Regions from separate parts of the Mus musculus genome. Here regions 1, 2, 3, 4, 5 and 6 are each linked to region 7. The links are chromatin contacts, called in public HiChIP or PLAC-seq and promoter capture Hi-C maps. All regions are on one chromosome and are shown on one strand. The core of a region is the stretch at or near the end of the contact, and the rest is flanking DNA. Distances in the headings are between cores, read along the strand shown.

Region 1 (3,959 bases), core at 274-2,773, 640 kb before region 7:
TGTGTGTCTCCCATGATTAAGCTCTGCTCAATGTGGAATTCCAGTCTCCTCCTGGCTGCCTGCAGAAGGCAGTCCCTGTCTCCTGCCTTTGGATTAAGATGTAGAACTCTCAGCTCCTCCAGCACCATGTCTGCCTGCAGGCTGCCATGCCTCCCACCACGATGATAATGAACTGAACCTCTGAAATTGTAATCCAGCCCCAATTAAATTTTTTTTCCTTAGAAGAGTTGCCTTGGTCATGTTGTTCCTTCACAACAATTAAGACACTATCCTAATATGGGCCTCACACAAATGATACACAGATGTGACCAGATAACTCTTTTGTTACAAAAGACTCCCGTTCTCTTGACATGGTCAGGGTAGTAGGATGATTTTCAGAATTCACCCATTGCATCTCTGTTTCTGCTATCATGGGTTTTGTTTTGTTTTGTTCTGTTTTGCTTTTTTAAAGATTCATTTTTAATTATGTGTTTCTGTGAGTGGGCCTGTGTATATGTTTATAGATACCAGCAGAGGCCATGGGTCCCCAGGAGTTGGAGTTTACAGGTACCTGTGAATACCCAACATGGATACTGTGCATCTTTTTTTGTTGTTGTTTTTGTTTTGTTTTGTTTTTCGAGACAGGGTTTCTCTGTATAGCCGTGGCTGTCCTGGAACTCACTTTGTAGACCAGGCTGGCCTCGAACTCAGAAATCCGTCTGCCTCTGCCTCCCGAGTGCTGGGATTAAAGGCATGTGTCACCACCCAACATGGATACTGGTAACTAGACTTGGATGCTCTTGAAGATCCCCCACTGTAATTTCTTTTCTTTTTAATTAATTGTTAAGGATGTAATTTTATATGTGTGTGTGCGTTGCCTGCATGTATGCATCTGCAGTTCAGAAGTTAGAAGGTGTTGGATCCTCTGGAATCCATATGGGTGCTGGGAACTCAATCTGAAACACTCTTAATGGGTTAGCTATCTCTTCTGCCCTCAGTGTATTTTCTTTATTATATCCTTTGCCGTAATTGCGTTCTAGATAACAAGCAAATGGCTATTCCCATATGGGGAGGCAATATGAAACGCTCTTTTCCCTTGTTTTTGGGCGGCCGGCCGGCCGCAGAAGCCTACAACTGCTGGTGGGAATGGTGTACTTGCAGCTCCGGTGCCCTGGACCCCTTTTCGTCTCCTCTTCTTGGAGCAAGTCTACATGCTCCTCCAAGTTAAGGGTCGAGTCTTAAGTGTTCTTGTGTTCCCAGTACGAAAGGGACAAGGTAGTGTGCAACCAGTGCTGATCCCGCTACGCAGAGCCTGAGTGTCCTTGCCTCAAGGGAGGCACTAACTCCGGAAAGCTCAGGATAGGGTCGGGGGTGGGGGTGGGGGTGGGGGACCCGAAACAGAGGTTAGGGCGGCGCATTGGCTTCCAACAACTGCAGGAAGGAAACTAGCACCCAGCCTGGAACTCAGTTTCCGTGGCAAACATCCAGGGGAGTGGCTACTGTCAGGACGTCTCTATGGTTTCTGCATCCTAGAAGGGCCAAAGTTCACTTCCGGGAAGATGGCTGCACCCAAGTCGGGTGTCACACGTGCTTCCACGGAGAGGACTGTACACTGACGGTAAGGAGCTTGCTTTCCCCAGGGGCGGGAGCAAGGGCGAAGATCGGAGAGTAGTTCCACCCTGCTGACTCTGTGGCTGCGGGGCTTGGATTTATAACCGGAGGAAAAGGCGGCGGCTGGTCCTCTAGGCTGCTGCAAACGGGTGGCTCTGGACATCCCTGGAAACTGGCTGGAAAGGAGACCGCGTCTCAGTGTACTTGCAGCCTTCGCAGATCAGGCTGCGTCTGCCCACGCCGGCCCATTGCAAGTGCGTTAAAAAACGATTCCTACTGTGTCACTCATTTCAGTCCAGAAACGCTGAACGATTCTCAAGGGCTGGGAAATAAAGCTTGCCTCCGCCTTCCGGGAAGTGTGGTTTTGAATTACTGTGATGAGAAATAGAATGTGGGGAAGGCTTACAGCAGAAGAAAGAAGCTGTAAAGGTACAAAGCAGTGAGTTGCTCATGAAATGCTTCACTACCAATCCTGGATCCACTACTTGCCAGTTGTTTGGTGTTCGAATTAGCAGTGTTCGATTTCTTCTTTGTAAATTAAGGCTAAGTAATACCTTCTTATAAGATGTTGGCAGGCATCAATGAGACAATCCATGTGAAGCAGTTAATAGCAGGTTCGTGGTGAGTCAATGCACTACAAGTGTGGGGTATGATTATTCTTACTGTTAAAATAGTCAGAAATAATTTGGTATTTATAATAAGTGGTATTTGCATGGTGACCTCAGCATCTAAATTTTACTTCTGTTTCCATTTCAAGAAGCAAGGTAGCACCTGGGAGAGAGGCAGGCCAGTGTAACCCAGGCTAGCCAGGCTAATTAGTAAGCCCTCAAAAACAAAAAAAATCCAAGAAGACCACTTCTTTTTTTTTTTTAATTTTTTTTTAATTAGGTATTTTCCTCGTTTACATTTTCAATGCTATCCCAAAGGTCCCCCATATCCACCCCCCCCAATTCCCTACCCACCCACTCCCCCTTTTTGGCCCTGGCGTTCCCCTGTACTGGGACATCTAAAGTTGGCAAGTCCAATGGGCCTCTCTTTCCAGTGATGGCCGACTAGGCCATCTTTTGATGCATATGCAGCTAGAGACAAGAGCTCCGGAGTACTGCTTAGTTCATATTGTTGTTCCACCTATAGGGTTGCAGATCCCTTTAGCTCCTTGGGTAATATCTCTAGCTCCTGCATTGGGGGCCGTGTGATCCATCCAATAGCTGACTGTGAGCATCCACTTCTGTGTTTGCTAGGCCCCGGCATAGTCTCACAAGAGAGAGCTATATCTGGGTCCTTTCAGCAAAATTTTGCTAGTGTGTGCAATGGTGTCAGCGTTTGGAAGCTGATTATGGGATGGATCCCTGCATATGGCAATCACTAGATGGTTCATCTTTTTGTCACAGCTCCAAATTTTGTCTCTGTAGCTCCTTCCATGGGTGTTTTGTTCCCATTTCTAGGAAGGGGTTAAGTGTCCACACTTTGGTCAAGAAGACCACTTCTTTACCCCGTTTTTGTGTTGCTGTATTCACAGTTCCGTTTCATTTGGGCTTCATGCAATCATCCTTCCTAATGGAAAGGTGGATAGACATGTGATTCTTCCTAAACTCGACTGTCACGATTGCTAACACCCTGCCTCCATTTTATAAGGTTTTGTGAGCTTTGGGGCATTTAGCTATGCAGAATTGAAGAGTATTCCTAGACACCAGAGTACACAAGAGCATAGTCCCTTAACAAAGCATCGTTATCACTGGTGTGGTACCTGGGAAACTACACAGTCTATGCAGTCATGAGAAATAGAGGGAGCCAGGCATTTGTGGTGCATGCCTTTGAGGTCAGCCTTGTATACAGAGCTAGTTCCAGGACAGCCAAGGCTACACAAAGAAACCTGTCTCAAAAAATAAAAAAAGGGGGGGAGGAATAATGTGGGAGGATTTCTGAGAAAAGACGTTGACATCATAGGCCTCTGGAAAAGTCCCAGCCCAAAGGGGGCCCTGGATCACATTTTGAAACTGATAGAACTGATTATCTATCTATCTATCTATCTATCTATCTATCTATCTATCTATCTATCTATCTATATTTGAGACAGGCTTTTACAAAGCCCCCTTTACTGACCTGGGACATATGTAAAAGTGGCTGGCCTCCAGCTCACTGAGATCTTAGTCTGTTTCCTAAGTATTGAGATTAAAGATGTGCACTACTATACAGGGCTGGCAGAACTGTTTTATTATTTTATTTTGATTATTTTTTTTTTTTTGAGTCAGGGTTTCTCTGTTTAACAGCTCTGGCTGTCTTGGAACTCACTTTGTAGACCAGGTTGGTCTTAAACTCACCGAAATTCACCTGCCTTTGCCTCCCTGGTGCTGGGATTAAAGGTGTGC
Region 2 (3,872 bases), core at 849-3,348, 640 kb after region 7:
GCTCTGGAGCACGTCGCTCTCACGATTTATGGGGCCGCGGATGCCGCAGTGAGAGAGCCGGGGAGTCCGGGCGCAGCGGCAACAAAGGCCCGGGAAGCGGGGCGGGGGCGGCAGCGGCCTCCTGGTCCGGTGTGCGCCGCCTCCTACCTCCGTCGGTCCCTGCCCACACCGGAGTGGAGAGGGCGAAAGGAGGTTCTGGGAACCATCCCGTTCCGGAGCTTTCACCTGCGCCCAGGTGTATGCGGGGGAGGTGAACCTGATCAACGCTCCCCCCAAGGCTATTTCCACACCCCCTAGGCTCTGGCAAGCTACCAGCAGTGGGGTTCCCCAAGGGTGGCGGGGAACCCAGGGTCTCTCGCCTGCGAGCTCTCTGCTCGTGCCAGACTGTAGCGGGGCGGGGGTCGGACGTGTAAATCTTAAGGGGGGGATGAGCAAGATAGATACAGCAGGGGAGTCAGCCCTCGGGGCCCCCCGGGGAGGATGGAGTCCCGCTCCGGGGGGGAGGGGCTGCAACCCCACCCCCGAGGTTTCCATGGGAAGCGAAAGGGGGGCGTCATTAGCTCATCCCCACCCCCAGTCTGACACTCTGGGCGCGAGGAGAAAGAGGGGGAGGCGCAGAGCCCCAAACAACAAAGAGCAGAGCAGCAAGCAGGAGCCCCTCCCCCGGAAGGTTGGGGGTCGTGGTCGAGGCCCTTCAGGTCCCCTCCCCTGGGGTCTCACCATTTGTTCCCTAGTCGGCCCCCAGGGCGGAGAGTCAGAAGCAAAGCTGCCGCCACCGCCCGGGCAGGTGTGACAGTGATCCCCGTGTCCCCAGGGATCCCCCTACCAATACACTGAGGTGGCCAGAGTGATACACACGACAGCTCGGCAGGGAGAAGACAAGGGCAGCAAGGACTGTGCAGAATGATGGCCCGGTCCGGCAGCCGGCACCGAGCCGCCGCGCCACACACCGGAGGAAACCACACGGCCGCCCTGACACCCGCCCAGACCGCGGCGGCGCCAAGAGCCACCCCAGCCCAGACAAGACTGGCCACGCGGACACCGACCGCAGCCCCCTCCCCGATCCGCCGCCCGCTCCCACCCCTAGACGGTCGCCGACGCAGACACACAAATCACACACAGACACACGCACACTGACAGCCGCGCACGCCCGTTCACACTCAGTGCCATACGCCGTCCCTAGCTTCAGTGCGTGTGTGTGTGTGTGTGTGTGCGTGTGTGTGTGTGTGTGTGTGTGTGACATGCCGACATCTCTGCCTTCTTCCTTCTCACCAGTACCCTGCGTTCCTAGGGCCCCCCAACTTCGCGACCCTGGCCCGGCTCACCCCAGCAGGGCTTATTCACACAACCAGAGCAACCCCTTACCCTTCGTCCTGAGGAGGTGGAGAATCGGAGTTCCTGCCTTAATGCCGAACCCCACTTTTAAAACCAAGAGTCTTAAGCAGAACCCCATCAACATTACAGGCTGAAAACAGGTCATCCTTCAGCTCCCAAACGCAGCGGCCTATCCCTAGCACACCGGTACTCACAGACTTCAACCTAGCCAAAAGGAGCGTGGATGGTGGGGGAGACTACGGGACAGAGAACACTATTCCATTGGCGAGTGTGGAGAGAAACCAAGATGGGGTTAGGGACCCCCAACAGCCTCCTCCGCACGGCCAGAGCGCTCTTTACTATGCCCCAACAGCTTCTCTCAGACACCCCCGAGTTTCACAGACGCCCACATAGTGCGTCCCCTCTCCCTCGCCTCTCGGTACCAAGCCTGTCTCCCAGGACTGCTGCCAGGTTCCCCTAGGACTTCTCGGGCCCACCAGCTCCCCCATCACTGACGCGGGACGCACGGGTTCTCCGGGTCCCCGACTCACTGCTGATTGGAGCTGTTCCAGTATACCGCATGCCGGTTTCCCAGTGCGCCCCCAGGCCCCTGGGCCAGCAGCGGCAGCAGCGGCACGGGCACGAGCAGCAGCAGCAGCAGCAGCGGAGCCGCCGCCATCCCCGGAGCCGCCGCCGCCGCCGCCCCCCGACTGAGCCCCGCACTCCCGGCTTCTCAGCTTCCCAGCTCCCTGCTGCCGCCGCTGCCAGCCCCCAATCTTAGTCACGCCCACAATCCTTCCCTCCGCCCTTCTGGGCGCGCCCCCGAAGCCCCGCCCCTGGCGCGCTCACGCGGGGCTCCGCCCCACTTGAGCCCAGAGCGCGCCGCGCGTGGGCGACCCATACTGTGTAGCCCCTTTAGGAACAACGCGCCTCTCCTCTCTCCTAGGTGATTTGCTGCAGAGGTTTGCGTCTTTAGGTCCCCCAAGCTTGGAGTTCACAGAAGGATTTGGAAGCCAAGACCTGGACATACATCTGGTGTAGGTCCACACCTTTCTCCATAGAGTGTGGGGGCGTTGAGCGAAGATCTACGTCTGGAATAAGCAAGAGTAGACCCATATCGGACCTCTACTTCCTCCACCCCTTTCCATGTGTGCAAGGAGTTAAATGGACACAAGATGGGGAAGCCTTCAGGTGGTACCAAGAGCTAACAGCTGGCTGCCTGAAGGCCCTCACCTGAAGCCAAACCAGAACACCTCAGCCCAGAGTGTCACCTTCTGGGGGCTGGGCACAGTAGCTATACTTCCTTAATCCTGACACTCTAGAAGCAGAGCCTGGCAGATCTCTGTGAGTTCGAGGGCACCTACATTGGTCTGTGTAACAAGTACCAGGCCAGGCAGGGCTACGCAGCGAGACCGTGTCCCCCCACCCCCACCCCCCGCCCCGTCTCAAAAAAAAAAAAAAAAGCCTAAGCCTTCTATGGTAATCCAGGGCAAAGGTATTTGGTGGTGGTGAGTTGCCAAGGCGAGTTGGAGCCAGGCAGGAATGGAGCAGTCTTCTTGGAAAGCCCACAGAGGTCCCCTCACTGCCTCCGATTCCCTCAGTGATGTCCTTAGGCACGCTCATTCCTGCTTCCATAGATGCTTTCTCTAAGGACAGAGGGCACCTTATATTCCAGCACTTGCCACAGCAGTTGTCTTCTTAGGGACATACAGGCACAAAGATGACATGCACACAGCGATGGGAGAGAAAAAAAATAAAGGTGTCCATATCCAGAAACAGGAGCAATGGACACTTGACATACAGTCCAATCTAGGCACACAAGGTGCCTATAGAGTAGAAATTGGTGTAAACATAGGCCCCTAGACAGAGACACTGACGTATACAGACACACTCTTCTCCCATGTGATTGACCCTCTTTGTGAGGGATCCAGAATACAGATCTACTAGGCATTCACCCCTTATCTTGTCTCTTTCCCAGAAGCCCAGACTGAAAGACAAAGCAGAACCGGGCCTTACTGGGTTCTTAGAACCCACAGCACCTGTGCCCAGGGAGGCAGGCACATTGCTGTTTTGTTGTGTTTCAAGAGGTAGGAAAGATAGCAGCACCTCAGTCAGTTACCTTTGGCAGTACAAGGCCCTGACCACACGCCTGCCTTGGGGGAAGGGCACCGCATGCACAGTAGGTACCATGCCTCCCTGCTGCTAGGCAAGAGTGGGTGCTGTCCTCCTGGGATACCTCTCCACTCCTGGGAGATACCTTCTCTCTCTTCTTGGGAGCCAGAAAATAAATGAGGCCCTTTGAGATGGGAGTGAGGGACTTTGCAAACAGCTCTCTTCATTCCCAAAGAGATTTGCTTCACCCAAATAATGCTAACTGCCTACTCCTGGGAGTTCCAGCCCCAGCCCCAGCCCCAGCCCCAGCCCCAGCCCCAGCCTCAGCCCCTCTGTGCCATACCTTTGCTTCAAAGAAGTAAGCGTCTCTCTGTAAGGCAGCGTCACCGGGTAGCCTGCCCACAAGCATACGAGTGCAGGGTGCTGGACTGGTCCAGAACTTTTTT
Region 3 (3,929 bases), core at 649-3,148, 590 kb after region 7:
CAGCCCAGGACTGGTTTGCCCCAGTGTTGGCCTCCGGGCAAAAGCGGCAGAGAAATCTGATAGCTGAGTATCTGTCTCTCCAGGACCAGGGCCTAGCTCACAGTGGCACCTTTCTCTGCCACTGCCTTTGCCTGGAGCCTGGTGAGCCCAGGATTAATGCCCACTACCCTGAGTCACCTATGCAACCCTACACCCGCCCTGTTCATTGCCACCTCATCTCTTCCCCCAAGCTGGGCCTGGCTAGACCGCCCATGACCTCCACTCTAGACTGGCTTTCCTGTGGCTGTAAATAAGACAGGGTTATGTGTGTGTCCAGAGGGCCAGGGCTGAAGCTATACTTAGCGTACTATCTCCTACACTTAACCTGCCTGTGACACTTAAGTCTCCATTTGGAAAAGGGGGCTCTATTAGTGGTGGAGTAGACAGGGAGGGGGGCAAGGAAGAGGCTCCTTCCTGAAAGAGAGGAAACCTGGGAGCTTGGGAACGGAAAAGGCCAGGGTTCCCCCCTCCCTACTCATGACTTCCCGTCCCCTCCTCCTCCTTCAGCCGACACCTGGCATGGGCATAAACAGGGACTTTGCTCTTTCCCACTACTAGGGCAGGACTAGGTCAGGAAGGCAAGGGGCAGGCGCAAGGGCAGGCGCAAGGGCTGGTGGGGCGCAGCAGCACTCCAGGGCCAGGAAGACAGTGCCTTTAGGGTGGCAGCTGGCTCTATCTTGCCCTCCGACATGCCCTAGACAACAGACCCTCAATAGGCAGTGCCAGAGGAAACTGGCCCAGCATCTCTCTCAGGGGAAGGGGAGGCAGGCTCACTGGATCTGGGAGGGAGGGGTTTAGTGGCATTCTGTGGCCTCGACTTCTCACCTCTTCTTGTTCCACCATATCCCCCTCTTAGGTTTGGCCCTAACACTCTTCTCATAACTTGAAGAAACTCAAGGGCAAGAACAAAGGGCCCGACAGTGTCTTCCTCTCAATACCATTTGCTTCATAGCCCTAAAACCTGCTCCGGAGAAATTACCTCCTTCCTGTTACAGCCTTTGTAGCCCTGTGAAGCCCCACTCTGCTCCTCCCCAAGCTTCCCAGCGACACTCCTCTTACCAGTCCCTTAGTGTGACCACCTCAGCCACTCCCTCGGTCGACCCATACACAGCATGTGCCTAATTTATGCCCCCCCCAACCTTGGAGGCACTCTTCAGGGTCATCTTAAACACAGAATGAATATCTAATGCCCAAAACCTAGATTCCTACGGAGGTTCTTTCCAAGGCTCCCTGAGCGCTGTGCTTACTCTTGACGTCCATAGGTGCCTGTTAGTATACAAACGCCCAAGTGGCACACAAAAATGAGAGTGCACAGAAGTTTCATGGGGGGACTTAGAGAGCCCCGGAGGCCAGGGCCAACGTTCCAATTCTCAAGGCAGGAGTGCCCAGCAGGAGAGCCTTACTTTAGAGTGATGAGATGCCAGAGGGCAGAAAGAGAGGGCTGAAACAGCCAGCGCCTGTGCGAGCAGGCATGAGCAGGTTTCTGCCCTGGTCGGCTGTTGCCAGGTAGTAAGGGGAGATACAGACGGAGGTGGGGAGCTATAGAGTCCAACCCATCCCTGGCCACCTCTCCTAGGCGCAGGCCAGGGGTTGGCAGGGACAGTTACCCTGCGAAAGGCCATTGCCAACCCGGCACCCAGGCTGCCAGGGAGTCTCAGGGCTTACTTGGGATTTGAACTGTTCCAGAAGACGATGTGGCGGTCAGCAGCGGCCAGACTGCAGCACAGACCCAAGAGAGGGGCCCAAAGGAACTCCATAGCGCGGGGCCGGGCCGAGCCAGGCCAGGACGAGAGCTCTGCAGTGTAAGGTTCCCACAGGCTTCTCCACGGTACAGTAGGCACCACGATCACAAATCTGGCCTCTTCGCTGCTCGACTCCGCCTTTTGGGCTGGCGCCGCCAACACCAGCCCCGCCCTCGCCCCGCCCGACGCGCGCTGCCCCAGGGCTTGATGGCTACGTTGGAGGTGGAGGAAGGGAAAAAGACTCTGGGAGGAAGGACTCCCATATCTCAGCGACGGAGAGCGCTCCGGGGTCTGCACAGATCCTCCCATAGCTGTGTGTGCTCACTTACGGGTGTGGGGGTGGGGGTGTCTATGTGAGGCTCTGTTGGCTTTGTGGGACTGAAAGCCATAGCAAGCTGGAAAAATGGAAGAACTTATACGTGTGGGTCTGGGAACCAGTGGCTTCAGGACTTGGCTTTGCAGCGCGGGGCGCCAATCTTGTCAGGGTGTGAGGTGGGGGGATATAACCACACCTTTCCTGAGATTCACACCCAGGCCCGCGCACTCGCCTTCTCACACTCTCTCGTGACCCCCTCCTCCCCCCGCCCCCCCAGCAACACTCCCCCATGCCTTGACTCTGGCTTGGCTGCCCCTCCCCACACAGACGCGGCTGTTTGTTTTTGTTGGGTTTGTCAATGTTGTCTTTGTTCAAGAGATTGTGTCATCGCTTAGATGCCGGGAATAAAGTGCGACGTTGTGTGTGATCGAGCGTGTAACGTGTGCGGCCAGGGCTAAGGGCTACTCAGTCCATCAGTACTTTATGCGAGAACTCATAGTTGGGCTCAGGGGCTGTAGGGGGGGATGTTCCTAATATTTTCAATAGCGCCAACGTACGCTAATGACCTGTTTATACATTTCACGTGTGTCTTGAGCGAATGCGCGCTTGCAGATGGAATGTGGGAATATGGTCATGAAGAGTGACAAACTAACCGACCTGACACATGTACATATGGCGTGTGTAAATGCGTGTGATGGCGGGTAGGTGTAAAGACACTTGTGTGTGGAAGCGTGTGAAACGCCTGACATACATATGCTAATGTTTGTGAACAGTGTGTGAAGAAGAGGAGAAACGTGTTTGGGCGTGCAGCGGGGGTGGATTGGAGTGGGGGGTAGTTTGGGCGGCTGTGTTTGACTGAGTCTGACTTGGGTCTTCCAGTCGGTGGGCTCTCAGTACCAGGCTCAGAACCCCTCCCCCTCTCCATGTAAACAACCCTGCAGGAATTCACCTCTCGAATCAGCAGCTGTCTGGAGAGGGGTTGGCGGCGTCTGCGCCTGAGATGGAGCTGGCGGGCAGGTGTTTGATTAGGCTCGAGTGCATTCTTGGAGCCGTAAAGTCAAAAGCTGAGTGCTTGGTAGTTTGCGTGTGTGGCGGTGAGCCCGTGTGCGTTGCAGGGTGTGATGGGCGGGGGTTTCTGTCCCTGGTCTCTCTTCTTTGCGGCTGCGCATCAGGGCAAGGCGCGGACCCGGGGCTCTTTGCAGGGTCCGGCCCAGCTTCCGAGGCTTCCAGGCCGTTTCATCCCGGTTTTTTACGGCCAGGCTTGGCGGCAGACCCTGTAATTACATCGGGCCAGGACGCCGTGGCCAGCTCGGTGCTGAGCCTGCAGGGGAGGAGCCAGGAATTGAGGAGGGCTCTGGCTTTCCTCCTTCCCTCCTAGGAGGTGGGCCCTGCTTGTCGCTCTCACCATAAATATTTACTGAGCTCCAACTAGGTGCCGCGCCCCGTAACCCCGCACTAGGGTCAGGGTCCGTCTTTACTCAAGCATACGCCACCGGTGCGCAACCTGCCCTAGGCGACGTGCCTGAGTCCCATGCGTGCGGCTCGTCCCTCCTTCCGGGTTCGAAGTTTATCCGCTGCCCTAGGGAAGCACCTCACGCGCTTTTTGCTCACCTGGAGGAACACCAAGGTGAAAGTCTCCCACACACACCACGAGGGTTCCTTTACTTCATAGGGTTTGGTTCTGTTCTCTGCTTAGTGCCCGGCGCAAGCAATAACAGTAGCCGGTCATTGTTGAGTAATATCACTCACTCTAAAGGTGCAAACTTGTGGCTGCTGTGAAACTCAAAGAGGAGTTAGATAGTGTAACATCTTTAGAGAAAATAGCCCAAAAT
Region 4 (3,740 bases), core at 1,101-3,600, 780 kb before region 7:
AAGCCTGACTCCCCAAGGGTCTAGGCTTCTGCTCATGCTGTAACTGAGCCTCTGAGGTGCTTGGCTTGGCTCAGGGCAGCTGGGGGAGCGGAGGTAAGGACTGGATATTAAATTGCAGCCAAAGCCAGGAAGGTTTATGGCAACAAAAGGAACCTGCTTGTGGCGTGCTGTCTGCATGGGCCATTGAGGGAGGGGCCGGGAGGGCTGCTGCCAGCAGAAAACTTTCTTTGTGTGTGTGTGTGTGTGTGTGTGTGTGAGAGAGAGAGAGAGAGAGAGAGAGAGAGAGAGAAGCTGAGGATCAAATCTAAGGCCTCTTTCCTGCTCTATCACCCGAGTTCCATTCTCAGCCCCATCAAGAATTTAGAAGTTGCTCTTGCTCTTCCTCTCTGCCCCCCCCCCCCCGCCACCCCTCCTCCGTATTCATGGCTACTCCTCTACCCACTCTGCCTTTCTCTGTCTCTACTACCCCCTCAACTCCCCTCCCCATGCCCTAAATAAACTCTATTCTACACTAAAGTAATAATAACTTAGAAGTCTTACTGATACCTTTTAGCCAAGTGGAGAAGAGGGTAGGACCCTCAGTTTTAATTAAATTGGAATGTGCATGATTTGAGTTTAAAAACATGTAAAATTTCATACTTATAGGACACAAAAAAAAACTCATTAAACTTTTTTTTTTTTTTTTTTTTGGTTTTTCGAGACAGGGTTTCTCTGTATAGCCCTGGCTGTCCTGGAACTCACTTTGTAGACCAGGCTGGCCTTGAACTCAGAAATCTGCCTGCCTCTGCCTCCTGAGTGCTGGGGTTAAAGGCGTGTGCCACCACGCCAGGCATCATTAAACTTTTTAAAGAATTTGTGATTAGGGTTGAAGAGGTGGTCAGTTGCTGCTCTTCCAGGAGACTCAAGTTCAGTTCCCTGAACCCATGTGAATGGGCTCACAATGACCTGCGACTCCAGCCTCAGGGGATCTGACACTCTCTTCTGCACACCACACATGTAGCATGCATTCACAAACACAAATAAAAACTTCAAATCTGAGCTGGTGAGATGGCTCAGTGGTTAAGAGTGCCTACTGCTCTTCCAATGGTCCTGAGTTCAAATCCCAGCTGTTTGTGGACCATTTGAACTCATACATGGTGGCTCACAACCATCCCTAATGAAATCTGAGGCCCTCTTCTGGAGTGTCTGAAGACAGCTACAGTGTCTTACAAATAATAAATGAATAAATAAATATTAAAAAAAACCTTCAAATCTGCTGGGCAGTGGTGGTGCACCCGTTTAAGAGGGAGAGGCAAGTGGATCTCTGAGTTTGAGGCCAGCCTGGTCTACATGAGTTTCAGGACAGCCAGGGCTACACAGAGAAACCCTGCCTTGAAAAACCAAAAACAAACAAACAAAAACCAGAAACCTTCAAATCTCTTTAAAAAGAGAGTATGCAGGCCAGCCAGCCAGGGCTACATACTAAGACTGTCTCCCCCGGCAGTGGTGGCACACTTCTGTAATCCCAGCACTTGGGAGGCAGAGGCAGGCGGATTTCTGAGTTTGAGGTCAGTCAGAGTGAGTTCCAGGACAGCCAGGACTGCACAGAGAAACCCTGTCTTGAAAAATAAAAAAAAATAAAAAAAAAAGACTGTCTCAATAAAAATAAGATATAAAACAATTAGATATAAACAACAAAAAACCCATTGCACAGAGATGTAATTACAACAAAATCTTGTTTGGTTTGAGATCTGAGATCAAGTTTTGCGCACATCATTCCTTAGAATATAACCCAGGCCAAATACAGTCTTCAAATTAATACTATATATCTCCAAACTAGATTTAGTGGTATCCAACTGTCTTTATCGTTTAGGACCTCCTTATTCTAGTGAGGGTAATTGGTGATAGTCCAGATACAGCTGTTAATTTAGAGTAGACTGAAATGGTAGGACTCGAACTCTTATACCGCCACCAACAGAAGCACGTGGAGTGTGTGGGGTACACCTCTTGCCTTGGCGGTCTAACTAGTTAGAAGTCAGAGGCGCAGAGCAAATACGTGGGTTGGGACATGGCACGTGGTAGGGGGGACAGAGCGCAAGGCAGGCCACAGTAGGCCCCGCCTGGCCAGGGCATTCAGAGGAGCCCGGGGAGGGGCACGTGCAGCCTGTCCAGCGGGCGCCAGCTCCTTTTGGGCTGGCACCCACCACCCGCCCGCACACAAAGCCCGCTCGGCGCGCTCGGCACTCGGCTCTTCAAGCCTGTGCCTCTGAGCCCCGCCTGGCGGCCTCCAGGTTGGGTGTGAGGCCGGGGCAGGCTGTAGGCGTCGATTGGCTGCGCGCATCGAACCGCCGCGGGCGGGAGCGCGAGGGGAGGAGTGGGCCGCGGGGGGTGGAGGAAGCGGCCTCGCTCGCGCCGAGGAGGGAGCAATTGAATTTCAAACACAAACAACCACACGAGCTAGCGCTCCCGGAGCCGTGTGTTGCCCACCGCGCCCGGCCCTGTCCGAGCGGCGCGCGGGCGCAGACGCCGTGGCTGCCCCGGAGCTCGCGTCGGGGGCCGGCATCGAGGCGGGGGCCGCGCGAGGGCCGGAGCGCAGCGGCGCCGCAACCGCCGCACGCGCAAACTTGGGCTCGCGCTTCCCGGCTCGGCGCGGAGCCCGGGGCGCCCGCGGCCCCGCCATGTCGCGATCCAACCGGCAGAAAGAGTACAAGTGCGGAGACCTGGTGTTTGCGAAGATGAAAGGATACCCACACTGGCCGGCCCGGGTGAGTGGCGCGGCCGTCGCGGGCCCTGCTGCGGGTTGCATAACGCTCGGGAGGGCACGGCCGCCGAGCGCGGAGCGGGCGTAGGGGCAGGGGTGCCAGGCCTGTTCTGGCTGGCGGGAGCCCACCACCGCTTACATAACGGAGGCGATCGCGGCCGGCACCTGGCGGGCAGCGCCGCGTGCTCAGTTCGCCCTCACCCCTCCGTCACAGCGGCCGAGGCTTCGGGCTCACGGTGGCGGGGGGGGGGGGGGGAGCGGCCCGATGGTGTGTCGCTTCTTTCGCCGCGAATCCCAACCCCTTCTCGGAGCCCCGCTTGAGCCCTGAGTCTCCATTGATAGTTGCCTCCAGTTCAGGTTTCTCTGGCTGGACGAACGGGTGCGAGGGGTCTCAGTTCACAGAGGGTTAGGTGGATGTAGAGTTGGCGACTCACAAACTTTCTTGGAGCATTTTGGTAGGAACTCTGAAGTTGGGAGGGTCGTGAAATGTTTGGGGACGACTTACTTAAAAATGGTCTTGCCTGGCCTGGTGACTCTGCCATAACCGATTTAGCCCCCAGCTCTACAAGAACATCCCTCCATATGCCTCCAGCTCAGACTTGGAACTGGAGGCAGCAGGGCCCCCGTGTGCTTTGGGAAATCCAGTACAGACGACCTTAGCGCGGTGTGGGGGATTGTGGGACGCTGGAGTTTCCTCGGCTTCCCATTAGTGAGCGTCTCCAGTCAGGGAGGCCGGTGTCAGCCATGTGGTTGTTTGAACCCGCCAAGAGTAGGGCCTTCCCCATTCCAGCACCTGGCCAGGTGGGAGGGTGGGGCAGAAAGCCTGCTGTGTTTATCACCTTCCCTCCCAGGAAAAGGTGTGTGTGTGTGTGTGTGTGTGTGTGTGTGTTGGGGGGAGGGTTGCTTCTGGGAATTTTTCAAAACGATTGTAGAGGGGGCCCTTGATACCGAGTGAGGGCATGACTCAGCCCCTTAGGGTGTGGAACTTGTGTAAAAGAAA
Region 5 (3,674 bases), core at 714-3,213, 800 kb before region 7:
AGCAAGTTATAGGGGGGCATCTAGGACTACATAGAGACCATCAAACAAACAAACACACAAACAAACAAGAAAACACTGTAATCTTAGCTGCCTCTTTTAGAAACTATACTCTAATGCTCATCTAGCCTGGACAGTATCTAGATGGTGAAACAGATTTAAACAGATCCAGTTGTCAATCTCCAGTAAGACTACATGCTGGACTCCATTTTCATATCTGTAAATAGTATGTTAGGGCTGAGGATATGGCCCAGTTGATAAGGATGCTTGCCTAGCATGCACAAAGCCCTAGACATGAATGTAAGCTGCATAAAGCAGGCATGGTGGTGTTCAGCTGTAATCCCAGCACTCAGGAAGGAGATGGAGGAGAATCTGGAGTTTAAGGACAATCTTAGCTACTAAAGTTGAAGCCAGCCTGGACTACCAAATCCTGCTTCTATAGGTTGTAATCCCAGCTACAGGGGAGACTGAAGCAGAACAATCTAAAATTCAAGTCAGTCTAGACAATCTAGAAAAACCATTCCTCAAAATAAACAATGGAAACAGGGCTGGGTTTTGTAGCTCAGTGGAAGAGCATTTACCTACTATGTGTGAGGGAGGCTACAAGTCCAACTCCCATTGTGTGTGGGGGTGAGGGAGAGGCAATACTCAATTTCTTATACCAGGGATAGTGTAATACACTTTTTAATCCAGCACTTGGACTCTGAGACAAGAGGATCACAAGTTGAAGCCCAAGCTGAGCTACACAGTGATTCAAGAAAAGCCTGGGTTACAATACTAGAACCATGTCAAAATAAGTAAACATTCCATCTCTTCTCTAACTCCACTCATGTCCTTTACCTCCTTCCAGCCTTCTTATTTTAGAGATGGGGCAAAGGATAAGGCTGGTCCTGGATGTTCAACAGGAGCACTTTAGTCCCACCAGCTGTCACTTCAGGCGCCACTTTTAACCTGCCCTCAATATGGGAAGAGAAGCCAACTGAGATAAAGATGCTGAAAGGGAAAGAATTGTCTCCATGCATGCGCCTTAAGCCTGTCAGTACCAAGGATACCACGCATCCCTTTCTGCAAGGAAGTCCCAGGTTCCAGAATGCCTCATGGCCAATACCCTAACTCCCCAAAGCAGGCAAGTTCAGGTGAATTTAACCGCCTTCTAAGAGGATTCCAGCGGCTCGGAGTCAACGGATGCGTTTGTCGAGCTCCATTATGGTTACAAGTCCCTCCTACCCCTAAACTCCAGCCCAATGGGACTTGAGGTGCCCCCCCCCTCCATACTCACATCGCCCTTCTGCAGCTCCGGCGCCGCTATCCTAACCGGTTCGGTTCTCTTCTTTGGCTTGGGAAGGCCCAAGGGGGGTCCGACACCGCCCACAGCTGGGGGCAGACTGAGCCCAGGGCCTTGAGGCGATGGCAGCCCCAGCCCCTCTCCAACTCCCGCAGCTTCAGCAGGGCTCACTCCTGCAGGTGGCGGGAAGCCGCCCAGGCCAAAGGGCAGCGGCGGAGGCGGCTGCAGTCTGGGGTCTCCGGTGGGCGGGGGCAGCAGGAGCGGCGGGGGGAAGGCTGGGGCCAGCATCTGGGGGGGCGGGGGCAGCAAGGCCGGGCCTTTGGGTGCAGGAAGAGAAGCGAACAGGCCTCCTAAAGTGGGCCCTGGCATAGGAGCCGCCACATCCTCTTCCTCCGGCTCCGGCTCCGGCTCCGGCTCATCCGGCTCACTATCGTCGCTGCTGGCATAAGCAACCAGAGACATGGCGCCTCCCGCCTTTGGGACGCCCTTGCTGGCAGACTAGGCCTACTTGAGACCCGGGATGTCCCGGCGGCCTAGTAGGCCCTACCAGCGGGCAAGGCGGGGAACCGAAAAGCGCCTCCTGCTCCGTGCTCTAGAACTATCCCCGGCAGGAACCCATGGCTAGGGTTGATTTCCACCGAGTAAGAATTCCCGCTACACTTAAGCTCCTAGCACCAAGCAACTACACACACCTAATGGCCGCCGAGTCACTCCGCCTACTACTCACCTCACAGACTTAAGAACTACAATTCCCAGAGAAGACTTTAGCAACAACCCCATTCTCTACCTCCGGGAACTCAGTGCAAAGCATGGCGGGAATTGCAGTCTAAAGGTGGCGTAAAGGGTGCGCAGAAAGACTGAGCGAAAGCTTCCTCTGATGCAGTGATTCCTGGGATTCGTAGTTTGTTTGTTTGTTTGTTGTTGTGTGTCCTTTCAAGTCCTATGTTACTACAAGCCCCATGGATCAGCGCGGTAGCACGTAAGCATTTAGAGCATTTCGGTACTTGAAGTTCCTCAGAGCAGCTAAGGATTATGGGAGCTGTGGTACCCTTAGAAACTGCAAGTGTTGTCGGGAAAGTGATGAAGTCTGGGAAAGTAAATAGCTTAAAGGGAAAGTTACCTGTAAATAAAACAGTGATGCTTCCGAGTCGACCTGGGTGTTAGAACAAAGCACCCCAAGAAAAGACAAAGCTCTAGGGTACGTTATAAAATTAAGATTGCGAAGCCAGAAAGAAAACGAGGCCGCAGGCATCTGAGAGCATGGCAAGGGTGGTGTCATGCACCTTGAATCCCAGCACTAGGAAGTCAGACGCGGGCGGAGATCTGTGAGTTCGAGGCCAGCCTAGACTATGAAGTGAGGTCCAGGACAGCCAAGGTGACACAGAAAATCCTGTCTCTGTCTCACAGAAAAAAAAAAAAAAAAAAAAAAAAAAAAAAAAAAAAAAGAGTCAGTGCTCTTAACCAATGAATACACCAGTATACATCTAGTAACAGTACACACCTCCCATGAACGCTATCCCCATGAGTGTGGGGACTTGGGCTCCTTCCTCAGCAACTAGTGAGAAGCACGGGAAACTAGGGCAAGGTATTGGAGAATTGGAGATTAATCACTTTACCTCAGTAAAAGGACAGACTATGGCCCGGTACACTTCCAAGTTCTTAGGGGTTGATCACCTGTGCCCACCCTACAGTGCATGTGTCTTTGGCATTCATTTCTTGGCTGGATGTGCTGTCTTCTCGGCCTTTGCGTATGGCCCTCATATCCACCCACTTTTACTGCAGGCTTTTTCACATACTGCCCGTCTATGATGACGTGCTGTGCAACTGCTCTTCCCTGGCTCCCTGTGATTCTGGATCACTTCTGTCACCCTCTAACTGAGGGCCCTCTACTTGCCATGTCCTTTATACATGAACCCATCTCTCTGTGGGTACCTCCCTGCTCCTAAGAGCAGAAAACCTTTGAGGTCAGCCAACAACGAAAGAGCTGCTAGAGTTTGGCAGGGAGGAGGCTAAAGAACGTGGAAAGGGTGCTTTGAGCGAAGGATGAGGATTGTAAAGACTGTGAAAGGATGTGGCTCTTCCTCACCAGCCTCCTCGCCATGTGTCTGAACATTTGGCTTCATACACAAACTTATACCACCTTCTCTAGACATCTGCTTAAATCTCCCAGAATAACTTGTATACACCTGTGTTTAAACTATACTGAGTTTAGGCAGCTCAACATTACAGTGCTTAGCTAGCATGCACGTATGTACATGATTCAGAATTTGACACCCCACTGATACCTGTCCCCCCCCCAAAAAAAATTAAGATTTATTTATAGCCCAACAGTGGTGGCGCACGCCTTTAATCCCAGCACTTGGGCACTTAGGAGGCAGAGGCAGGCAGATTT
Region 6 (3,910 bases), core at 908-3,407, 730 kb after region 7:
CTTTGCTTATCTGGAACAGATCCAGTGATTTGCAGGGGCCATCACCAGGATATATGTGGCTTTAAAAAGAGTCCCCTCCAATGACTGACGCCCTCCTCCCTCTACTGCTCTGCTCTGTAATCTCCCTACATTTCACTGACCTGGTTCATGGATCATATAGTGGACCCATCCCTGACTCTGCTGAACGCCGAGGTTCCTCCATTCAGATTCAGACATCAGATGGGTTTTCGGGACCAGCTTGGCTATGTCCTTGGGCAACATGACATGCCTGTAACAGAAACATGGGGATGTGAGTGAGGACTGTGTCAGAGCTGTCAGTCTGCCAGACACTGACCTACATACTGAGAGCGGAGTGTGGCACACGTGCCATGATTCTGGCACTCGGGGATATGGCAGCATGACCGGGAGTTTCAGGCTATCCTGCGCTACAGAGAATCTGTGAAAATAAGTAACTAGCCCAGTGTGGGCACTCCTTTAATCCCCGCACTCAGGAGGCAGAGGCAGGTGGGTCTCAGTTGAGGCCAGCCTGGTCTACAGGGCAAGTTCCAGGACAACCACAGCAGCAGATGAACCCTGTCTCAAAAACACAAAACCAAACAACCACAACCACAACGAAACAACAACAAACAAAAACAAGAAAGAAAGCAAAACCAAAATAAAAACACCATGGGTTTTCACCACTTTCATAAGAGTTATTAAAACCACAAATGAGCAATTTGATGTGTGACTCCTGGGTATGAGATACTGACGATATTTGTTTCTCCTTTGATCACAGGCCTCACAGGCCTCTAGCTGGTTACCTACTCTAGGACTGTGTGGAAAGGCCTTTTACGGAACAGGTATGAAGACAAACATGCAAATGTTCATACTTCTAAGGGATGTGCTATGATACTTGGAAAATCCCAAGCTTTCCCAAACATAAGTTTATGGCAAAAAATTACCTGACTTGACTCAGGCTACCCCAAGTAGATTTACTTTATCATGCTCAGTGAAGATGTACTAAATGCTTCTTCCTTTGTGATAATAACAAGAGCCCCACCCCATTGTTGTCCAAATGTCAGAAAAGAGCTTCCATTCTAACTGTGACTTCGATACACAGAACCAAAAAAAAAAAAAAAAAAAGAAAAAAAAGAAAAAAAAGAAAAAAAAAAAAGAAACCCAAACAAACCCCTCCTTTAAACAAAAATGCCAAGGCTAAGCTGGAGTTACAGCTTCCCAGAGATGAAGCCACTCATTTCTCCAGCCATGCAAATGCTGTAAGTGTAACATTGTTACAGACGTGGAAAACAGCTGAGTACTTTACACTTGAGACAAGGTTCCATCTGTAGTGTGATCTGGGCTGGACCCTATGACAATCCTGCAGCCTCAGCTTCCAGAATGCTGAGATTAAAGATGTGAGCTACCGTACCAGCTTATCTTGCACCTTAACAGAAAACACTTGAAACCTCTATGCGCGCCATGAATGATCAAGTATTTGAAAGGTATCTACCCACGGCCACAGTCTTCATGCCACTCCAAGTCCTGTAAAAGCCTATCTAAAACAAGGCTGACAACTACTCATCTTTTTTATAAACTAAAAACCACCAACACTGAGGCTCTCTTAGAACCGTCCTTTCATCAAGAGCATGAAACTTTCAGTTCTGCACGGGCTACCTTCTTTCTCCCAGCAGACTTTGAGATTTCAGTAACGCGAGCAGTTCCTATTAGGGAAATCGCCACAACAAAGTTGCTTTAGTGATGTGAATTCCCAGAGGTAAAACTGATCAGAGCTACAAGACGCTTCAATTTAACAGCCGGCCAACTCTAAGTTCCCTTTCATTGTTTTACATCCTCCGTCCACCTTTTGCGCATGTGCTTTGCTGCTGTACCCAATCCCACCCCCACCCCACTCCCCGGTAATTCCTTGCGCACGCGCCCGTTCTACACTGTCCCCCGCCCCCATCCCCCGCCTCCCACTCCGGCCTAGGTAACTAACTCCTCGCGTGCTCTCTTTTGTCTGTAGTCCCCGCGCCGGCACTAACCGGTATTCGAACTCCTCGTCGTCGTATTTGTCCGAATAGTAGATTTGTTTGTGGGACATGATTGCTCTGTCCGAGGGCGCTCAGCCCCGCGCCGCAGGCCTCCAGACAACTCCCAGCAGCACGCGCTCCCACCCTCTTTGGCCTCGCTTTCAAACACACCGCCCGCACTTCCTATTGGTCTCTGCGGCCGAAGGCGGGACAGCTCCATTTTGAAGTCCTCGATTGGCTTGCTTTGGCGTCTCTTCAAGTCGTAAATGGAGTGCTGTGCTCAGGTTTCTGAAGAATGAGCTGGGTCAAACTAGGATTCTCATTGGCTCTCACTGCGCCCCTTGAGCCTGCTGGCGCAGCCATTGGCCAACTTTGGAAAGCAGACGGGTAAAGGAGGGACAGCGAGGTAGGGGGTCAGGGGTTAGTGAGGCCGGAAGTGAGTGTAATAAAGTTTGTCTGGGGAGGCCCAGGCTGGGGTGAAAGTTGGGGCGGTGACTTAAGCAGACAGTTGCGTGATCCGGAACCAGATCGGCCCGCGGTGCGGTGCGGAGACTCCATGAGACCCTGGTAAGTCTAGACTTTCTTTCTGTGGCGACCAACTCCTCTTCCACCCCGGAACCCCTCTCCCAGGACCCTACTTCCGGTCTTGCTGTATAAGTCCCGCCCCCGAGACCCCTCTCCGGAAGTCCCACCTTCCTACTTCAAGGGGCTCCCTGAACCCCGACTTGTCTCTTATGATCGCGACCACACCCTGTGGTCTTACTTTCCTGGGAATCGCACCCCCAGACGTGTTTCCCAGCACCATATGATTAGTCTTCCTTGTTCTCTCTCTGAGTCTGCCTCTTCAGGATTCTCGGTTGAACCCAGTCTATCCATTGCCTGGCTTCCAAAAGAGGGAAAACCGTGCTTTTGAAAGACCGATGTGACTTTGTAGAAGTGACGCCTCTTTGGGACCCCGCCCCTTTGGGACCCGCCCCTTCCACTGTCCACGTCCGATCCTGGGAATGTGCCGTACTCCCTGTTTAGGGACCTTGTCCCCTCAGGATTCTCCTTCCTCTTGGGCTTGGGTCAGTGCCGCAAAACCCAGGTCTTAAATGCCTGACGTTTCATCCGCTTCTATATCCCTCTCCTTGTTTTAAGCTTTGGGCTTAATTCTCCTGAGCTCTGGTGCTCCATAAGGTGGGGGGTTGAAATTTGTGGTTGTAAGGAGTGAGCTTATTAGCAGCGTCGCCCCTCTCCCCTCTTCGCCCACCCCCGTAACCTTCGAGAGTGAATTAAGTCGAAGGGACTGAATTTCGTTTACAGCTGGAGAGTGGATGAAGGAAAGGAGACTCTTGACTCCTTTGAGACCCCATCCCAAAGACAGCCATAGATGGCACCTTCCCATGCCTGGATTGGACTAAGCATTGGTTTGTGTGAGCCTAACGGGAGTCAAAGTTTTCCTGCTGTCAAAAGAAAAACTGTTTTGGAGACAGGAGTAGAGGTTCTCGTCCTTTCCGCTGTTTTTACAAGACCCCTCCCCCTATCCAGATATTCTAGTTTGGCATTCATCCTGGCCCCACTTGCCTAACCTTCCCTGCTGGAAACATTCCTGAGGCTTTCGCCATTTCCTGCTATTTCCTGCCCCTCCAGCTTCCTCCCTGCTGTGCCGAGGTGTTTAACGCGGCTTTTCTCCTGCCCTTACTACCTAGCCTTGGGTGCAGGAGGCAATCTCTAAGCAAACTTAAAGGCTCGTGTTGACTTTTTCTTCCAAATGCGGGCACCTCTTGCTCATCCCTGGCCTTCCGATATGAAAGCTCCCAGGAAGAGCCATCTCTCAAGATGACACCATGGTGTGTTTGTGTGATTGGGAGTGTAAGAGCTGAGGTCTTAGCAAACAGAATGACAGAATTTCTTTTCAG
Region 7 (3,990 bases), core at 797-3,296:
GATAATGAGAAGAAGCCAGAAGATTAGAATAGATTGCCAGGGTTAGTTTAAAGCCTATCAGAGCAATTCACAAAGAAGTAGAAAGAAATCAGTCAACTAGGAGAGAAGTTTTAAGCCAGCCAGCCAGCCAAGTTGAACCAGGTAGCCAGAGTTCAGAAAGAACTAGAAAGGGAACACTTATTCAACAGTAAGTCTCAGAGGCTGAAATCATGCTAGGCCTAGATAAGATTGTACAGAGGCTAAAAGTTTTCAGGACCAGGCCTAGGTTAGCAGATCGAGGCAGTATGTCTCAGAGATGACAAGTATATCAGGTGAATAAAAGATACTTAGGTTTACAGTGGTGGTTGTAGGTTCACGTCCTTTCACATAGTATCAGCAAGACCTCTTAGAGAGAGAGAGAAAGACAGAGAGACAGAGAGGGAGAAGAGGAGGAGGAGGAGGAAGAGAAAGAGGGGAGGAGAGAGAGAAGAAAAGAGGAGGGGGAGGAGGAAGAGGGGAGGAGAGGAGAGAGAGAGGCAAAGGAAGGAAAGAAAGAATGTAGAATCAAAGTTGCTTTGCCATGCTGATTTTAGTCGAGCACATGACTCAACTATTCAAGCCTGGTGTTCTTCAGGCAAGTCTGTTTCCTCAAGACTTATTTACTTTGTGTGGTGTTGGCAACTGAACTTTGGACTTAACTCTGCTCCACACTGGTTCGTCCTGCAATTCTTTCCCAAGTCAAAAAAGCCAAAGACTCTTTGGAGTCTAGCCCTAAAAGATCAAGGGAGCACCTCTCACACTAGTGTGGTTGACACCACAGAGCAGTGTCTTCATCCCTACCACAAATGTATATTTATTTATTATGTGCCCAAACTCTCTATTATTTAGCTTTTAAGTGAATTTTTTTTTTTTTAAAGATTTATTTATTATTATATGTAAGTACACTGTAGCTGTCTTCAGACACTCCAGAAGAGGGCGCCAGATCTTGTTACGGATGGTTATGAGCCACCATGTGGTTGCTGGGATTTGAACTCTGGACCTTCGGAAGAGCAGTCGGGTGCTCTTACCCACTGAGCCATCTCACCAGCCCCAAGTGAATTTTATTCTATGAATTATGTCGGAATGTAAGTATTTCTATAAGCTAGCATTCTGGGTTTGTTTGCTTTCTGTTGGAAGAATACTTGCATAAACGTTAAGGATCTGTTTTTCAGATTCACCCAAAACTCCTTAGAATTCAAAGCTTTTCAGTATATTGAAGAGGCAGTCAAGTGTAAACACACAGCCCTCAGAGAAGGGGATTTCATAACTTTTGATTTTTAATCTCCATTATGACAGTTCTTAGATCAGAGAGCAACTTTCCTTGTGTGCTCCAGGGATCTAACTTACATCGTTGTTTGTCTACTAGCACCTTCGTCTGCAGGGCTATCTCTCAGTCCCTGGCTTCGTTTTTTTTAAAAGCTCCACCTCGCTGAGCAGTTTTTCTCCAACTTTACTTGTTTTATAACAAGTTGTCCAAGTGCTTACGAGTTTGCCAAAACCAATGTTTTTGCTCATGGCCACCAGAACAGCCCCCCCCCCCCCATGCAGCGGGCTGACTGGAGCTTCCTATCCCTAAGGGTGGGTGGGTGGGGGACCCAAAACAAAACAAAAAGAGAAAGAAAGAAAAGGAAGTTGTGCAAATGACTTTGGAAAGAATCATTTCCTTTTTTCATAAGCTGAATCGAGAAGTGCGCTGAAGTCGCCGGCAGGGTTCTCCTCCGCTACAGGCTGGGACTCCACGTGAGCAAAGAGAACGCGGAGAAAGTCGGCTTCATTTTCTGACTTGTCTTCCAGGCAACTCGCTTGCCCACAATAAAAATGGATTCTCCTAGCCCGCAACTCGCTTTTAAACCAGGCCCAACAACCATTTTTATTAAGGGCAAGAGAGCAAGCCGGAGAGTCGACAGGCAGGCACTCCTGTCACTGAGACGCCAGACGCTTTAAATCACCGAGGGTCCAATCGGAATCAAGAGTCCTCACCGGACCCGCCTTACCTCACGGCCGGAAAAGGCCGTGCGTCAGCGCGTTGGGCGGAAGTGGCGGGAGGGCGGTGGTGGGTAGTTGGCGGGTGGTTGACTGGAGCAGGCCGCCATGTCCGCAGGGAGCGCGACACATCCTGCCGCTGGCGGGTAAGGGCTTCGCGGGCCAGGCTGGGGGCAGCGAGCACGGGCCCGGGGCAGGGAGACCGGCGAGGCTGCGTGTGGGCCGGACGGGCCGTCTAGTAGGACGCGTCCGGATGCCGAGGCCGGGGTTCTGGAGAGAATGTTGAGCTGGCCTCGGGCGCCCGGAAAGAGGCCGGCCGCGGTGCGAGAGGGAAGGGAGGGAACTCGGAGCCTTTTAGAAGGACGAGCCAAGGAGAAGGCGAACGCAGAGCGTTCCCGGCCGAGCCGAGTCTCCGGATGGAAGTGACTGGAAAGGAAATGTTTCGTAAGGGGATCGGAATAAGGGGAGTGGGACTGAGCTTTAGATAGGAATCTCGGGCACGTCTCGGGACCATGGCAGGCGACGCGGGATGGAGTGTACGAAGGGGGAGACTACACAAAGGAAGGCCGTGGGCCTCAGGATTTCCCTTTTCCTACCTGTAGGCGCCGCAGCAAATGGGATCAGCCAGCGCCAGCTCCGCTTCTCTTCCTGCCGCCAACGGCCCCAGGTGGAGAAGTCGCTGGCAGCGGGGCGAGCCCCGGGGGCGCCACCACCGCCGCCGCTCCTTCAGGAGCCTTGGATGCCGCCGCTGCCGTGGCTGCCAAGATCAATGCTATGCTCATGGCCAAAGGGAAGCTGAAACCATCTCAGAATGCGGCCGAGAAGGTATTGCGAGCGCTAGACGCTCTGCGCTTCGGGATTTTCTTTTTCCTCCCCTTTCTTCACCTTTCAGTTGCTTGGTCATTGGGGTTAATGAAGATGAAACCGGTTAGAGTGAAGATCACGTTTGGGAGTATTTAGATGATACCTTGTTAAATTGTTCCTGCAAGGCAATGAATGGGCTTTGGTTTTTTTGTTTCAGGCAGAGACTCTGTATATTTAGACCAGGCTGGCCTGCTTGCAGAGATGCCTCTTGCCTCTGACCCCCCAAGTGCTGTGCCCCATCATTGCATCCTGAAGTCAGGCAGTTTTAATTGATGTAGTTCCCTTGTTTTGTTTTTCGAGACAAGTCCACGTAGTCTTGGCTGTCCTGGAACCGTGGTTTAGCCTCGAACTAATGGGGAGATATCCGTCTCTGCCATCTACGTAGGATAAGGACATGCGCAGCCACCACCTGGCTGGTCTTGTTACTTTTATGGACTAGTTTTTGTGCTTAGAAACTTAAACTCAGTTTTTTTTTATGGATATTTGAGGCAATATGTTTTTGATCCATGAAGTTCTGGTATATCAAGTCAGTGTTTTAAAAATACTCATTTGTATGTATGTCTCTCAAGTGTCATAGGATTTGGGGCTTGGCAATGTGAGGGATTGAACTAAGGTCATCTTGCTTGGCAGTAAGTACCTTTATGCTCTGAGCATCTTGTTGACCCTCAGTGAGTGTGTTGGTATGACACACACAGTGTTTGTCATCAGGAAATGACATAGCCGTGGTGAATGTGGGAGGTCGGAGGATAGCCTTGGTATCAGTCTTCACCTTCCACCTTGTTTGAGTCCCGAGTCCGGGTCTCTGTTTGCCGCTGTGTTTATATTAGGCCAGGGATTCCTCATCACTGTCTTCCATCATGCTGTTGGGGCATTGATATGACATGCCTGATGCGTGCTTTTTGGAAATTAAAACTCACATCCTCATGCTTGTGTGGTGATCACTCAAGAGCCAAAATATTTTTTAAAAAAATATGTCTTGTAGCTGGGCAGTGGTGGGACATGCCTTTAATTCCAGTGTTCAGGAGGCAGAGGCAAGTGAATTTCTCCCTGTCTCCAAAAAGGAGATGAAAAAAAAGCAGCAAAAAAAGTTATCTCTCATTAGATCTAAAATATATATTTTAATGA

What was found. Promoter capture Hi-C pulls out the DNA fragments that hold promoters and counts their contacts. HiChIP or PLAC-seq counts read pairs in DNA pulled down with a chosen protein or histone mark.
Region 1: a contact with region 7 is called in a FOXA1 HiChIP or PLAC-seq map of pancreatic cancer cells. The contact joins the promoter of Gpatch4 here to the promoter of Khdc4 in region 7. A contact is called at or near these places in 1 of 39 promoter capture datasets (liver) and 1 of 115 datasets of contacts at active chromatin or transcription factors (pancreatic cancer cells).
Region 2: a contact with region 7 is called in a promoter capture Hi-C map of embryonic stem cells, with 4 times the contacts expected there. The contact joins the promoter of Efna3 here to the promoter of Khdc4 in region 7. A contact is called at or near these places in 4 of 39 promoter capture datasets (the SN4741 cell line, cranial neural crest, embryonic stem cells and 1 more), 1 of 484 Hi-C or Micro-C datasets (embryonic stem cells) and 2 of 115 datasets of contacts at active chromatin or transcription factors (pancreatic cancer cells and pro-B cells).
Region 3: a contact with region 7 is called in a FOXA1 HiChIP or PLAC-seq map of pancreatic cancer cells. The contact joins the promoter of Efna1 here to the promoter of Khdc4 in region 7. A contact is called at or near these places in 11 of 39 promoter capture datasets (the 3T3-L1 cell line, 3T3-L1-derived adipocytes, cranial neural crest and 7 more) and 2 of 115 datasets of contacts at active chromatin or transcription factors (bone marrow-derived macrophages and pancreatic cancer cells).
Region 4: a contact with region 7 is called in a promoter capture Hi-C map of pre-B cells, with 4 times the contacts expected there. The contact joins the promoter of Hdgf here to the promoter of Khdc4 in region 7. A contact is called at or near these places in 2 of 39 promoter capture datasets (liver and pre-B cells).
Region 5: a contact with region 7 is called in a promoter capture Hi-C map of pre-B cells, with 2.2 times the contacts expected there. The contact joins the promoter of Prcc here to the promoter of Khdc4 in region 7. A contact is called at or near these places in 2 of 39 promoter capture datasets (erythroid cells and pre-B cells).
Region 6: a contact with region 7 is called in a promoter capture Hi-C map of pre-B cells, with 2.3 times the contacts expected there. The contact joins the promoter of Cks1b here to the promoter of Khdc4 in region 7. A contact is called at or near these places in 4 of 39 promoter capture datasets (erythroid cells, fetal liver, pre-B cells and 1 more) and 1 of 115 datasets of contacts at active chromatin or transcription factors (pancreatic cancer cells).

Annotation. Positions count from the first base shown.
Region 1 is chr3:88,041,583-88,045,541 of GRCm38.p6, forward strand. Gpatch4 (G patch domain containing 4) reads left to right here and starts at 1,524. Exons shown (of 8, transcript NM_001110809.2): 1 at 1,524-1,597.
Region 2 is chr3:89,320,841-89,324,712 of GRCm38.p6, forward strand. Efna3 (ephrin A3) reads right to left here and starts at 2,099. Exons shown (of 5, transcript NM_010108.2): 1 at 1,866-2,099. The coding sequence starts at 1,993.
Region 3 is chr3:89,277,747-89,281,675 of GRCm38.p6, forward strand. Efna1 (ephrin A1) reads right to left here and starts at 1,899. Exons shown (of 5, transcript NM_010107.4): 1 at 1,705-1,899. The coding sequence starts at 1,796.
Region 4 is chr3:87,903,971-87,907,710 of GRCm38.p6, forward strand. It overlaps Hdgf (heparin binding growth factor), which reads left to right and starts at 2,351. Exons shown (of 6, transcript NM_008231.4): 1 at 2,351-2,744. The coding sequence starts at 2,658.
Region 5 is chr3:87,883,599-87,887,272 of GRCm38.p6, forward strand. Prcc (papillary renal cell carcinoma (translocation-associated)) reads right to left here and starts at 1,964. Exons shown (of 7, transcript NM_033573.2): 1 at 1,277-1,964. The coding sequence starts at 1,744.
Region 6 is chr3:89,416,134-89,420,043 of GRCm38.p6, forward strand. Cks1b (CDC28 protein kinase 1b) reads right to left here and starts at 2,158. Exons shown (of 3, transcript NM_016904.1): 1 at 2,022-2,158; 2 at 141-268. The coding sequence starts at 2,080. It also overlaps a transcript of Shc1 not described here.
Region 7 is chr3:88,683,741-88,687,730 of GRCm38.p6, forward strand. It overlaps Khdc4 (KH domain containing 4, pre-mRNA splicing factor), which reads left to right and starts at 2,047. Exons shown (of 14, transcript NM_028814.4): 1 at 2,047-2,147; 2 at 2,604-2,826. The coding sequence starts at 2,110.